2 separate regions of the Mus musculus genome follow, and region 1 is linked to region 2. A link is a contact called in public HiChIP or PLAC-seq data. All regions are on one chromosome and are shown on one strand. The core of a region is the stretch at or near the end of the contact, and the rest is flanking DNA. Distances in the headings are between cores, read along the strand shown. Region 1 overlaps Ube2cbp (ubiquitin-conjugating enzyme E2C binding protein). Region 2 overlaps Ube2cbp (ubiquitin-conjugating enzyme E2C binding protein).

Region 1 (3,952 bases), core at 886-3,385, 130 kb after region 2:
ACTCAAATCCATGCAGGAATGTTCTTCCAGATTCTACTAGCTGCTTGAGTTTAAAGTTCTTACTTTATCCGAAGAGCTGGAGAATGGAAGGAAGCAGTTAAAAATAATGAATTTGGGCTTTTTAAGAACAAGCTCTTCAACAAACCCTGAATTAAAAGCAGGGAAACTGGTATCTAAATCAGCCTCTTAAGCATGTATTTTGAAAAGATTTTTTTTTTTTCAGTGCAACTCTTACCTGCTCCAAATCACTTTTCAAATTCACTAAGAAGAAAGAGTCCCCAATAAAACAGTCATTTTCTCTCGGATGAAGAGGCCTATTAGCAAAGGGGTCGGGATGGCAGCACCACTCTCCGACCAGAGCGCTCCAGTTCTCACTGGGCAGGGGGAGCACCCTGAGGAGTTTCCTAGTGGAAAGAAGAAAACAGCATCTTTTTATTTCACTATACAAAAGGCAACATTTTCTTAATTAAATCAGCATGAAAGATGAAGGAAGCTCATTAGCCACATGCTTGCAATGTCAATTTCCCCCAATTATGAAAGTAATATATGCCTCATATAGACAATGTTTTACAAAATATAAACAGGCAGAGAAGTCTCCCTTTGCTCCCTACTCGAAAATCAGCCACTCTAATGTGACAGAGACTTAGTAACCATCCTCTTCATGAACACTGCATGGACACATGAAGGGCCTATGCCCTGAGTCACTGCATGCAGGTATGGCTGGTCTCTGTACCCTGACAAGACATAGTCTGACACTGCATGCATGCCTGGGAGACATGTTCCCTGAGAAGACACACATAGATACTGCATACACACATGACAGGCCTGTGCCCTGAGAAGACACCCACAGTTATTACATACACACATGGCAGACCTGTGCCCCAAGAAGACACACACAGAAATTGCATGTGTTTGATAACTTTTTTTTGTTGTTTTTGTTTTTTTTTTGTTTTTTGAGACAGGGTTTCTCTGTGTAGCTCAGACTGTCCTGAAACTCACTCTGTAGACCAGGCTAGCCTCGAAATGATAACTTGATAACAAAGGTTATCAGCTGGTGATGGTAAAGTTGAAATTTTGTTTAAGGTCACACCTACTGTTTCTCTCACTAGAAAAATACAAATAAATTAATATATATTTAGAAGACCAGAGTTAAAATATTTAATATATGAGTGTATCATTTCCATTAGCCCAATTTTTTTAATTATTTCCCCCTCCCGCCATATTAGCCATTTTTCTTAGATTCTCCCAATCATCTATGAGTATTAAAAAACGGCAATGGCAGATTAGAAGACTTAGGCCATTTAATTTGAAACTCTACGGGACAAAACTGGGCAAAGGAATGCTAACTGAAATGGGACACCCCGGCATCATTCCGACTGCAGAGCCTAGGCGGGTGCTACAGGTGATTCAATCGGCACACATTTCTGAGAGCTCGCTATGGGACGGGTAATATGCTGGCCTGGTATCTGACACCCAAGCACATACATACAGTCTCTTTCTTGTGAAGGCACTCCAGTAGAAAGTATAGACGACATTCAGCAAGCGAAGGCATGCGTAAGAAAGCTCATAATAAAGTAATGAGGGGGAGGGAGAGAGTACAGATCCCATTGAAAATGTGGAAAAAGCAACCGCTCCCTTCTCAACCATGCATTCCCACGGCAACACAGGATCTACACTTTATTTTTAAGGGATTCAGAGTACTCCCAAACCAGCCCATGACTACAGGGTGGATAGACAGAGAGGACCAAAGCCATACTCCCGTTTAATCAACTTTAGAGAACAGGCAACATCTGAGTTGGCCTTTGAAAGATAATAAACCTGGGGTTCCACGGGCAATGAAAGGAATTTAGGGCACTGGAAGAAACAACATCAAGGCAGGCACTACTCTTTATCTTTGTGCTGTATTCCCGCTGTTTGACACACTTCTTAAGTATTTCCTGGAGTAGTAAATCTTAGTAAGTCTGACATGTGAGGCTCCTGGATGGATCTGCTGCATCCTGGGTACAAGAATTAACAAACCTTTTCCCTTGCTGCCAGAGTACCTGACCTTTGGAACAACCGCCAAGCTTCGTTACCCTGGAAACCAGGTATGATCCTAGGCATCACATGTATTGCTAGGCAACACTGCTTACAGAAAAAAAAAAAATCCATGATTGGGAAATCGCATCTTACCAGGAAGACCTATGAATGAGCTGCACACAGCTGGTAAGGATGCATGCTTGGAACTTCCCTGAATGCTGTCACCCTGGTAAAACCTTAAAAGCCACAACTAAAGGATTGTGATGAAACACTGTCTGATTAGGGTAGGAGATACTTCTCAGCCAAAGCAGCAACTACCTGCCATGGATCTTGTACTCTGTACCTGGAACAATATCGTACAAGGAGACAAGGGTCCCCCAATGAGAATGTGAACAATTACTCGCGTGGACTGCAGCAGAGCCCACGCAAGAGAGGAATTCTTGAGCTGCCCAGCCAGCCAGCAACCTATGTATCCTATAGTAATCTTGAGAATGTGCATGTGTAGAAGCACTGAATAAGACCCGTGGTGGCATTGCACACACCTTACCATAGTGAATGCTCAAGACGCTTTGTGAGATAAAAACAACAAGGCTCTTGTCACAGAGGAGGGAAATGGGGCTTCAGAGTATGAAAAGATTTTCACAAGTCCAACAGAATTTGAGGCGAAGACTGAAGCAAGGGTTTTTACCCAGGGCTTTCTGGCTCTAAAACCACTCTTTCCCTTGGAATACCTTTACCTCCCTAGCAACACAGGGCAGTAGTAAAGGCTCAGGGGTTAAATGGCCACACCTTCTGTGAGGAGTTACTGGCTTGGAAAGGATAGGGCTTGGTCCTAAGGATAGGTAGGAGCACTCCAGTGTTTTAAGAAGGTCGCTAAGAGCAGGAGTTAGGCCATACACAGGTTCCTGGATCTTCTCCACTAACATTCTCCATCTCCTGACATTGTGCCTGCAGGGCCCATACAGAACCTCAGAACCATGCATGATCGGAGAAATGAAAGTGAAGCAAGACCCAAGAGGGTTGACACACAGTAACACAAAACAGGAGATCTCCAAGTAAACTTGACGCCACCTGACAATGAGTAACGACTGCAATGGATCCTTTAAGCATGCACAGAAGGCATCAGAAAGGAGTAGGTAACGCACAGCTCAGTGCAAAAGTAAAAGGGTTTTACAGGAGGAAAAGAGTTTTCTGATGCTTTAGGGGGAGGCGTGAAACCTTCCAAAACAAAAGATGTGTTTAAATCACAGCTCTACTGAAAATATATCTACTGAAAAAAAAAAAAAAACACTAAAAAGTGTATTTTGCTATCATCTACTTTCCAAGAAGTGGTCAAAATAAAACACACACCATTATTATTTTTATTAATTATTTCTATTATTATTATTATTTCTAATTTAAGGTAGCTTAGCAAAACTCTGCTAGAAAGAAAGGAAGAGAAACAGTAATTTATGTTTTCCTCTAACACCTAAACTTCTGTGAGAAACAATACACATTTACAATAAACTAAAGTTTGCTACTTATTTTTGATGCACTTGAAACATAAATTTTTGGAAAATAATGACATGTGACATATAACTTTAACAAAAGCAACTGATGAAGTTTTGACACTTAAACATTGTGTGGAAAGAAATGTCCCTTAACCTTGAAGTCAGTTTCTCATCAGTAGCAATACCATAGTGGTTTTTACAGATTGGATGATAACCAACTGAGTATTAAAGACCTCCAGAAAAATATCAAACATTAAAGCTCAAAATACGGCTACCAGAATTTAAGTAAATTTAGGTAACATTACCCAGCTTTATAAAACTAGCTTTACATTCTAATCTTTGCCTGTATATACCATGATTAATCTGTAATATATAATCATACTCCTAAGTTTATATAATGTTACCAATAGGCCAGTTTACAAAACATGTTGTTTGGGGGGAGG
Region 2 (4,347 bases), core at 1,476-3,975:
TACCCAACGAGTCATCTCTTAATCTGTCAGTTATATATTTGTAAGATGAGAACCTTAACCATAAACATATGCCAGTGTGCTTACGACTTCTCTTTTCTCTAGTGGAGTAAGCACAGCTTAAACATCAGTACAACTGACTTATCCCAGTTACCACATTAGAGTAATACAAGCTGAACTCTAACAGTCACATACAAAGATACTCTTAGTCTAGGCCACATGCCAGAGAGTGAGAAACTTACAGACTTCTATGATTACTGATATATAACTGCAGCTAGTCACCAAGTCTTGTTTCTCTGGCCACCTCTCTTGTAGCAATGGTTGTTAAAAAATAGTCAATTCTGTCAGCCACGTGGAGACAGTTTGGAGAGCAGAGTTGGGAACAGAGAGGACACCATACTTGCTGCTCCTGTAGGCAGTGGTCAGAAAGGCTGCAGAACATATATAGGTACAGGGCATTCTCCCACAGTAAAGAGTCATCCATGGACAAAGTACTGAGGTCACAAATTCTTGTTCTCTACTGCCAGAAATTAAAAGCATGAAAAGTCAGCATGGTGTTGGAAGCCTAGCAGCTTAAGTGAAGCCAAACTAATTCTCTGTGGCTGGAGTCCTGGACACAACACCAAGAACATCAGTGTTTCAAACTGTGTTTAATAAAGTGACACTGCAGGATGCAGCAGATGTCAGTCCACTGGCTCCAAAGGCAGGACAGCAAATGCTGCTCTAATACCTAATCCCACCGCTCTGCTGGGTAAACTCCAAGGAAGAGGACGCCAAGTGATCCTTACAACTAAGAGTGTCAGAAAATGAGGGAACAGAAAACTTAGTTGTTTGGAATTAAGAGGTATTATTAGGTGGCTCACAACCTAGGATCAACACCACCATGTGAGATCCACAGCAGAGATGACTGCAGATGCCTGTCCTTCTGAATGTGGTAGTAGGGAGAGAAGAGTGTGGATGGATTTCCCAGCAAGGGAGATCAGTCAGCCTGGCTACGGCCCCAACTTTAGTCCCTGCCCTTGAACCGAGCTGTATGATACTCAAGCCTTCTTCCTAAAGTTAGGAGCTGGCCCAGGAATGGCAGGATTGGGCTCAGCTCTTGCCATTCTCGATGCTTTCTTGTTTGGGCACATAAGAATCGAGATAATTCTATATTAAGACACCAGCGTTGTACATTTATTAATTTGCAGTAGCATGTGGTGAAGGAAATAAAGAACAAAAGAACACATGCAGTTTTACACCCTCAGGAAAACTTTAATTGGATACTCACTCATTCAACAAACACCAACAAGCATCTTCTTTGAATAAGATATGAAAACTTGTACATTTTAGTTTTTAAAGATGTGTTTTAAACAAACCCGGAGCCCTTTAAAAGTTTATTTCCCAGGATTTAGAGTGGTTAACATTCAGCTCCCCAGTGAAGTTCCTCGCTGCGTTCACACAGGACAGATGGGCTTCCATTAGCTAATATGCTTCCAGGTGGTGCTGACACAGCACAGATTTGAATATTCCTCTCTGTGGGAAGTAGAGGTGCAACTTCTATACTTAACCTGCTACTACAACTTTCCTTATAGCCTTGAGTTTGCAGGGACCTAAAGTCAACTCTTAGAGAAGAAATGCAAACAAGAAAAACTGGAAATTTCAGCACAGTCCCCATTCTGCAGCTTAGTTCTTGTTCACCCCAGCAGGTTGTGCTCACAGAGCAAACTGCTGGCTTGGGCTGGGTTCCGAGCTGGAGAGCTGTCCGCTGGTAGACCAGAAAGCCGCAGCTTCAACAGTTACATCTTCAAAAAGGCCACCTGGAAAAAAAAAATCCACAGTGCTTTAATGATGGAACGGAAAGCTGCATGTCAGATCTGAGCGGGATGGGGCCAAATCTGGTCAACAGGACACAGACCAACCTCAGAAGAATTCACTCGGGCGAGGCAGACATTGCACTTTATAGCAAGAACCAATCAGTCTTTTTTAAATGAACCATCAAGTAATTAGAATGATTCATATCCATTTTTTAAAACGTTTTAATTGACAGTAAAGCTAGATATCCATGACGTAATCTAGTTCATGCTTCCATTTGTCCAAACTACTCTTTTTAGACATTCTGTTAGCAGAATTCTGAGTCTAAAAGATTACTAGGCAATTTTCTGGCCTTAACACCGTTGGTAAGTACCCCTTCTTCTCTTCAGGCCATGCTGATAATTTTAATCACATGCAATTATACTTGTTGTGTTTGCTAGCAGTAATTCATCTTAACCTAGTGTTTAAAAAAAACAAAAAAACAAAAAAGGAAAACTTAATTCATACAGGCATTTGTGCAAAACATTTCGAACTATCAACAAGGTTTAGCTCAAACAAATGCTTGTAACTTCCCAAAAGTTCTGATAACAAAAAAAAAAAAAAAAAAAATGATAGCTAACTACAAATGTTTATGGAGTTTTAGTCCTGAGGTGACAGTAAAGCCAGAAAGAGAGGGCAATGCAGAGATAATGCTGACGAGAGTGGTGGGTTTGGGAAGCTTGTACAAGGCCACCCAGAAGTAAATTCATTCCATTCTTAGAGAAGTATCAAGGAAGTTGGTGCCTAAGCCCCAGCTGCAGCAAAAGGGGCAGGCAGGTAGTTAATGATCCCCATTACAAGGAAAGAAAAAAGGCAGAACATTTCGGTGCAGGAGGCACGAGCTTTATGGAGAGGGCTTCAGAGGATGTTACTCTTCATGTGGTGCAGCAAGGAATGCACCTGCTGAGTTTCCACATCAACTTCCTGCTGAGCTCCTACATCAAGTTTTGCAATGAGAGCACCGAAGTTGAGGGAACAAAAAAGGAAGAAGGGTTACACAGTTTCTAAACATCATCTAACCATGGGACAATTACAGCTTATAAACCTCCAGGGCTTTCTGTGAAGATCAAGTGAGATAATAGGCCGAGTGAGGGTGGGGGAAATGTGTTTTAGGCCAGGACACACCAAGCTTGGCCCTATTGTGTGTGGAAGCTAGCCTTGGGCTACACAGTAAGGAGCTGTCTCAAAATATGTGAATAAATAATAAAAAATATAATGGTTATGAAGAGATAATATGCTATATAAATCCACATGATTTTTTCCCCCCATCTCCCATTTCTCCACCCTTACCAGATGGGTCAGGGTGTTAAGGGAGACATGTCTATGTCCCATTAGGGATGGAGGAATGGTTTAGAATTAGACTGGACAGGAGACTACAGGTCTTGAGTATTAACACAGAGTCTATTGAGGGCGGTGGTGTTCTGCTTCTATGCAAACAGTCTGCTGGGAAAACACACTACCTTATAGAGACAAAATCAGTTACTGCTTTTAATTCTGCAAATTACTGTGGCACTGAATAGTTAAGGGAGCATCTAACTCCAATCCATGCCATAGTGAAAATGGTTAGGAAATTTAGCTCTGAAGTCTGGTTGTCAACAACTGTGAGGGTGTGGTGACTGACATCTAACAGGGAGAGGCAGGGATGTTGCAGAGCATCCTAAAATCACAGGGCAGCTTCTCCCAAGACCCCCAAATGTGCAGTGAAGAGAAACGCTGTAATTACAGGATCTGTTTGCTAGACCAGATCTCTCATGGACTAGTTCTGTGACCTTTCATAGACGGGTTAACATCTTTCCATCTTTCCCCACCTGCAAGATGGGAATTGTAAAAGGCCCACCTGAAACCTGTAAAGCATTTTGAAGTGTAGTAAGCTAATTATGACTCTACTTGCCCTGGGCACAGCCTTGGGATTAAGGCAGAGCAGCATTTGAGACACTGGCTTACCAACAAGAAAACTAATGCAGAAAAATAAATGGCTTACTGAGCACACAAGGCCTGACAAGTGTCCATGGTGGACCCAGAGGGAAATGGATGAAACCCCACTTTCTCACAGTAACCTTGCAGATAAATGAGAAAAAGCCAGAGGCACAGGATCCTTGAATCTTCACTATTGCCTGGACATCAACAAATAGCTTTGGTTTCCCATGCTTCTAACATGGAGAATGAGAACTTAAACTGACCAAATAATGCAAAGCCCCCAACCCCACCCCCACACCACCAAGTAAGGAAAATCTGAAATTTTGACCTAAAGAGGTTTTTTTTTTATCTCTCTCTAGTTTTGTTAGCTTTCCCTACCAAGTATACATTATGTACTTTTTAAGTTTCACTAACAAAAATACATACCCAACCTTGGGAGCAGGTATTACATAATGCATTGTGGTATTTATTTATTTATTTAAATCACTGTGAGTTAACTATTTCAAAAGCTGATTTTGTATTCTCTAGCTTTTATCTGTGACAGGAAAATCTGTTTCCAATTTGTTTTAAGAAAGTTGTTGGTTGGGGTTTGTTTTGTTT

What was found. HiChIP or PLAC-seq counts read pairs in DNA pulled down with a chosen protein or histone mark.
Region 1: an H3K27ac HiChIP or PLAC-seq map of T-cell acute lymphoblastic leukemia shows a contact between it and region 2, with 4 times the contacts expected there. The contact joins two enhancer-like sites. A contact is called at or near these places in 5 of 484 Hi-C or Micro-C datasets (Th2 cells, centroblasts, cerebellum and 1 more) and 1 of 115 datasets of contacts at active chromatin or transcription factors (T-cell acute lymphoblastic leukemia).

What each region holds. Positions count from the first base shown.
Region 1 is chr9:86,440,351-86,444,302 of GRCm38.p6, forward strand. Ube2cbp (ubiquitin-conjugating enzyme E2C binding protein) reads right to left here. Exons shown (of 10, transcript NM_027394.2): 4 at 236-404. Among named protein-coding and RNA genes, the nearest start is that of Ube2cbp, 23 kb to the right of the region's middle. Within about 2 kb of position 2,136, at least 6 of the 459 cell types and tissues checked have an H3K27ac peak or open chromatin away from gene starts, as enhancers often do. A contact at or near this core is called in T-cell acute lymphoblastic leukemia, where this site is marked.
Region 2 is chr9:86,306,081-86,310,427 of GRCm38.p6, forward strand. It overlaps Ube2cbp (ubiquitin-conjugating enzyme E2C binding protein), which reads right to left. Exons shown (of 10, transcript NM_027394.2): 10 at 1,154-1,796. The coding sequence ends at 1,776. Among named protein-coding and RNA genes, the nearest start is that of Ube2cbp, 160 kb to the right of the region's middle. Within about 2 kb of position 2,726, at least 3 of the 459 cell types and tissues checked have an H3K27ac peak or open chromatin away from gene starts, as enhancers often do. A contact at or near this core is called in T-cell acute lymphoblastic leukemia, where this site is marked.